Linked DNA regions of Gossypium hirsutum: region 2 is linked to region 1. Evidence: chromatin contacts called from public Hi-C data. All regions are on one chromosome and are shown on one strand. Each heading gives the region's core, a stretch centred on a gene start, on an enhancer-like site or on the middle of the called end of the contact. The rest is flanking DNA. Distances are from core to core; before and after follow the strand shown.

What was found. Hi-C and Micro-C count contacts between places; a contact is called where the count stands out from the background.
Region 2: a Hi-C map of leaf shows a contact between it and region 1, with 4 times the contacts expected there. The contact joins the promoter of LOC107920043 here to the promoter of LOC107919824 in region 1. A contact is called at or near these places in 6 of 34 Hi-C or Micro-C datasets (all in leaf).

Annotation. Positions count from the first base shown.
Region 1 is chrD13:8,270,362-8,273,135 of Gossypium_hirsutum_v2.1, reverse strand. It overlaps LOC107919824 (pentatricopeptide repeat-containing protein At4g38150), which reads right to left and starts at 1,283. Exons shown (of 2, transcript XM_016849205.2): 1 at 366-1,283; 2 at 1-263. The coding sequence starts at 1,068. The coding sequence ends at 43. LOC107919825 (transcription termination factor MTERF6, chloroplastic/mitochondrial) reads left to right here and starts at 1,434. Exons shown (of 3, transcript XM_016849207.2): 1 at 1,434-1,592; 2 at 2,025-2,774. The coding sequence starts at 2,027.
Region 2 is chrD13:8,450,564-8,453,522 of Gossypium_hirsutum_v2.1, reverse strand. It overlaps LOC107920043 (sphingoid long-chain bases kinase 1), which reads right to left and starts at 1,655. Exons shown (of 9, transcript XM_041110183.1): 1 at 1,472-1,655; 2 at 700-1,359; 3 at 229-600. The coding sequence starts at 1,176.

The sequences.
Region 1 (2,774 bases), core at 34-2,533:
AGACTTACAAATTTTAGAAGCCTAACAAAAAAAAAAAAAAACTTAGAATGCTTTCTGAGAGGTTTTCTTCCCAAATATTGCTTCCCAAACCAAAGGTGAAAAAGGAGCCCTCTTATCCAGGAACTGTCTAACAGCTTTATCATTAACCAGAAATCCCTTTTGTTTTAAGGTTCCAATAACATTCACTGCTTCTTCCACACCCTTCTCCTTGCACAATCCATCAACCAAGCCCACAAATGTGGTGACATTTGGAGAATGTCCAGCTTCAACCATTTCCAAACAAAACTCAATGGCATCATCCAAGTGCTTACATTTATACAATCCTTGAATCAAAACAGTATAACTAAAAGCATTGGGGATCACACCTTTTGATTGCATCTTCCTGAAAATTCTCTTTGCATCCTCAAGCTTGTGTGCTTTGCAGAAGCCATCAACAACAGCTGTGTATATTACAACTTCCGGGATTGTACCCTTTTCCCTCATTAATCCAAAAAGCTTCATTGCTTCTTGGATAAGCCCATCTTTACATAAACCATCAAGCATGGCTACAGCATTGGGGATAAGACCTGTCTCTTTCATTTTCTTGAAAATCTCATCAGCATCCTCTGGTGGGGAAAGCTTTTCTTCATGCTCTTTTCTATGCATTGCTTCTGACTCAGAGGGTACTCTTTCTCTCTTGTTTTCAAGCCCAAGCTTGAATTTTTCCAAGAAGTTAACATCAGATTGAGAATCTTCTCTCTTCTTTGTAGGATCAGAAGCAAATTTGGCATTGGGGGATTGAAACGAGGAACGATTACGATCAAAGCTGGCTCCTTCGGTTTCTCTAAAAGACGGATTGAAAGGCCTTCGACCCCTTAAGGGTCGTTTGGAAATATGTTCGGTAGCCCCATCATCATCCTCATTGCTCCTGATGGATTCATTTTCAGTGATGGGTCGTTTTATATCGCTGAAAAGGCGCGTTTGCAAGACACATGATGAAGGTGCTGCCCTTGAAACGGGGTGATGGGGCCTCAAAGTTAAAACCTTCATCAGCTTCGTTAAAACCCGCCGAGCTTGTGATGATTCCATATTGCAGCACTGGTTTCTAGTACCAAAGGCTGTTCTTTTTCTTCTTCAATGCAAGGAAAACTGCTATGGGTTTCACAGGGAATGTTAGGGTTTTGAGCCCCCAAAAAGTACCAAAGGCTGTTTTTTTCTACAATTCAAAGAAACAACAATGGGTTTGACAGGGAACGAGGGTTTAAGCTTAGGGAAGTTAGGTTTTTTTAGCCCAAAAGAAAACAAAGGGGAAAAGTTTAGACCTTTAGGGGTAAAACAGTACTTTAAATACAAGCATGAAGGGTAATAGCGGTAATATGGGGAGCAAAAGTGAGCAACTTCTTGTTTTTCTTTCAGCGGTAAACTAAGACCCCATTAGCGAAGGGGCACTGGATATTAAGATAAGGTTTTATAAAATACCCAGAGTCAGAGCTCAAAGCTCCTTTTCCACGCCATTAGCTTATGAAGCTCTAATGCACCCACAACCTAGTCACTTGCAGAGAGCACTTGGGTTTTGCCTTTGTTTTTCACTATTTCAGTTTCAATAGGTAAAGGTAATGTTGCATCTTTCAATCAACCTCAGAAACCCACTGTAAAATTGTCTGTGTTTCTTTCTTTCTTTCTTTCTTTTTCTCTATTTTGTTTAGAACACTCTCTTGGGAAACCTTTGCTTTGTTGCTTGGTGTCATTCACTTGATGAAATTCTATTATCAATTGTTTGTTTCTTGCAGCCCCTTGAATCCATCTTCTTTTTTTACTGTTATTTAGTAATTTATCTTTGTAAGAATCTTCCTTCAAGAGGCACCATTTTTTTTCATTGCTTGCTTCTTTTGATGATAATTCCAGGGAAGCTAACTTGTGCTTTCCAGCTTCTTAACTATGGCTCCATTGCAACATAATTTACTTTTTTAGTCTTCAAGTGAATGTGAATTTATATGATTGTTTCTAGAGTTAATGTCATTTATCTGCTTGTGCCTTTGTTGCAGACATGGATGTTACTAGCTGTCAAAATGGTGGTAGCATCATGTGGTTCTTCAGAGACAAAGGTTTTGATGATAAAAGCATCAATGAAATGTTCAAGAAATGTAAGCGCCTTCAACGCGTGCACAAGGAAAGAGCCTCCGAAAACTGGTCTTACCTGAAAAGCATTGGTATTCAAGAGAGAAAGCTACCTTCTGTTGTTTCCAAGTGCCCCAAAATCCTTGCCCTTGGTCTATATGAGAAGCTTGTCCCCATGGTAGAGTGCCTTGCTACGCTAGGAACCGAACGCCGCGAAGTTGCTTCTGCCATTGCTAGATTCCCTCAAATAGTCTCACACAGTGTGCAAGAGAAGCTTTGCCCACTCTTGGCTTTCTTTCAAGCATTGGGAGTCTCTGAAAGGCAACTAGGCAAAATGATATTGCTAAATCCTAGGCTTATCAGTTATAGCATTGAATCTAAACTCACAGATATTGTTAACTTCCTTGCCACACTTGGCCTTACCAGAGAATGGATGATCGGTAAAGTTCTGGCAAAATACCCGTTTATAATGGGTTATAGTGTCAACAAAAGGCTACGTCCTACAACCGAGTTCTTAAAATCGGTTGGTTTATCCAAGACAGATCTTCAAACAGTGACCATGAACTTTCCTGAAGTCTTGTGCCGTGATGTTGACAAGATTCTAAGACCAAACTTTGCATATCTTAAAAGAAGTGGATTTGAGGATAGACAGATAGCAGCTTTGGTGACTGGCTATC
Region 2 (2,959 bases), core at 406-2,905, 180 kb before region 1:
CATAAGATGCATTGACACATCAATGCAAGTTCATCTAAGAGAAAATTATATTATGGATTTTATTCATCTTATGGGTGGATAAGGTGGACAGGAAGAGAACTACAGACTAGCAACAGCAATTATGATCAAGGACAACTGAATAGTGATTCCAAAGTTTCAAATCCATAAATAACATGGAAAATCAGAAAAATCTATATAAACTGGTAAGATAAAAGATACAGAACATACCTTAAATATTGGCTCGACAATTCCATGGAAAACTTTACTAGAACGACCCCGACCTGACCTTGGATTCAATATCACAAGCATTTTTGGAGGATTCTTGCATCTGAACACGAGCTCAGGTGGAGTATCCATCGGAAACAATTCAGAAGAAGCTTGCTTCTTCGAAGAAACTAAAGGGTGAGGCAAACAATTGATATAACACTGCAGGTCTGCAAACCCACCAACCCATTGAACCGCCTCTTCTACACTAGAAGCCAAGAATCGAAAATCCTTTTGGCTTCTCTTTGGTTTAATAAAAGCCGAAAAGCCACAAGCACCCTTTTTAAGAGGGTAAGAATGCACGGTGAAATGTCTAACACCAACATTGTAGGATACCTATCAAGATAAAAGAAACTGAATAGGATGATTGCAAACAAAAACCCAAAATTAAACCTTATTCATTGGAATGATCTATTGCAGAGATGAAATATTTACCGAGACAACGTCATCAAGAGACAATACATGTGAACCCCAAACCAATGCCTTGCTAGTCAGTTTAGCAGCAACAGCTTGCTCGTTAGCTGTATCATTAGAAGAATCCTTCTCTACGGTGGAATTATTATTATCATCTGGGACATTCTTTCTCTTATCTAAAATGAGCTTCCCTGAGTAAACTACATAACCAAGCAAATCAGATTTTTCATCCCCTCCACCAATATCGATTCGATGCTCTTCCCTTTTAGATTTATTACCAGTTTGATCGTCCGCGATAGAGGCTTCGCTGCGTTTTGAGAAAGCTTTGGGCTTCTTAGTACGTTTCTCCGGGAACACAATCGGGGAGGAATGAGTAGCTATTTGCGAGCACAAGCTGAGCCGCCTCGACGACTGCTGAGACTGCGGTGGCGGCGACAACGACGGCACTCTCACTGATGGACTGTTACTACTCCTCGACAAGTTCCCACCGCTCTGCATATCCGTTTTAAGGCGCTTCGGCTCCGTGATTGTCACCAACAAATTCCACAACCACGGAGTAGAAATAAATATATGGAAACATACATAAAATAATCTTTTTTTTTCTTCTTAATCCTTATGATGACGATGGGAGCTCGAATTACGGTCAGTGGTGTGTCCAACAGAGCGATTCGTAGGATTAATCTGACAGATCAGCTCGTGAATTTCAAATTTTAGTTTAAAAATAAACTGGGTTTAATCGAAATTTGAGAATAATTTGGAGAGTGAAATGGGAATCGGAACTATTGAAACCCACCTGAAAAGGAAGGAGGAAGCGGGGGCGGCGGCGGTTACGGCGGCGAATCGAGATTCCTGCCGGAAAGAGTTAGGTTTGGATAAAGCGGATTCGTTGATTGTAACTTAAAATTGAAGAAAGCACCTTTGCCTTTTGGGCTCTTCTTATTTTTATTTTAATTTATCTTTGGTCAAATATGAGAACCTACCATTTTCACTTTCTTTTGCATATTTTATTCAACTACTATATGATTGCTCCATTATTTTTTATTATAAAATATCATACTTGTGCTAAACATTCTCATTCTTAATCTTTAAAATATTTAATAAATAACCAAAGCATTAGTAAACAATTATAATCTTTTTGTGATTAAATTTGTAATTTTATAGAAACACCTAATCTTTAAATTTTTCAAATAATAATTATATGTGTTTACGATATAATCCACGTTATTTTAAATATGTACTACCTCATATTTGAGCTGATATTTAATATACAAGTCTTAATAGGTAAGACATGTAGGCATCAGAGTTGGTTGTTCACACAATAGTTGAGTGCTGAGAGTAGCTGGAGAAGGAAAGAGGTGTTTCTCTATATGTGTGTGTGTAAAGAAGGAAGAAGAATATTTATAAGTGAAGGTGGCCCTCATTCAACCTTAGATCTTACATGTGTATAGCACGGCTCTCATTGTGTCGACCATTTAAGGAGCACAATAACCCTCTAGATAGGCAATTATGAAATATACATGGACTAGGCGAAGTCCCATGTATAGTACATGCAAGGAAAGATCCAACATTTACTATTAGTTGTCAAAGTGTTGCTTTTGGTGAGGTCATAGTCGGTAATATCATGATACAACGAGGTAAGGGTGGTGAGATTTTTATTGAGAGAGGTACTGATAACAACAAATTAATATCTACGTTGACAGAAGAACTTGATCGATATTGATATTAATACTTTAAAATTTTAATTACAATGGCTTGAAGTTTGAGAATAATTTAAAATCTTAATCATAGTTTGAGGGTATATAATGCAATTAACCCTAATAACAATAAATTACATTGCATTTTTGTTAGTTGGAGCAGTAAAGAAAATTGAGAAGAAATGCTGCATTTGCAAGTCTTCCCAACGCAGCCAATTTTGACTTCTCTTTTTTTATTTCTTCGAAGAAATTCAAATGAGAGAAAATTTTATTTTATCTTTTTTAACTATCTCATTACAGGTTCTGATAGTATTTATTTTTTTCTTAAATTTACAATAATACCCATATTAATCAAAATAAAAATCAATCGACATTTATTTCTATTTTTTAAAACTTAAACAATTATTATAAAAAAATTTAATTTAAGGTCATGGTGGCCAAAATGGATGAAACAAGAAAATACGGAATCTTTTTGTTTCTACAATATATATTTAATTGCTATTCTGAATCATGTGGATTTAAGTTTTTTTTTTCGAGGTCCAATTAAGATTCCAAAATTTAAAATAAGATTCGAATTTATTTCGAAA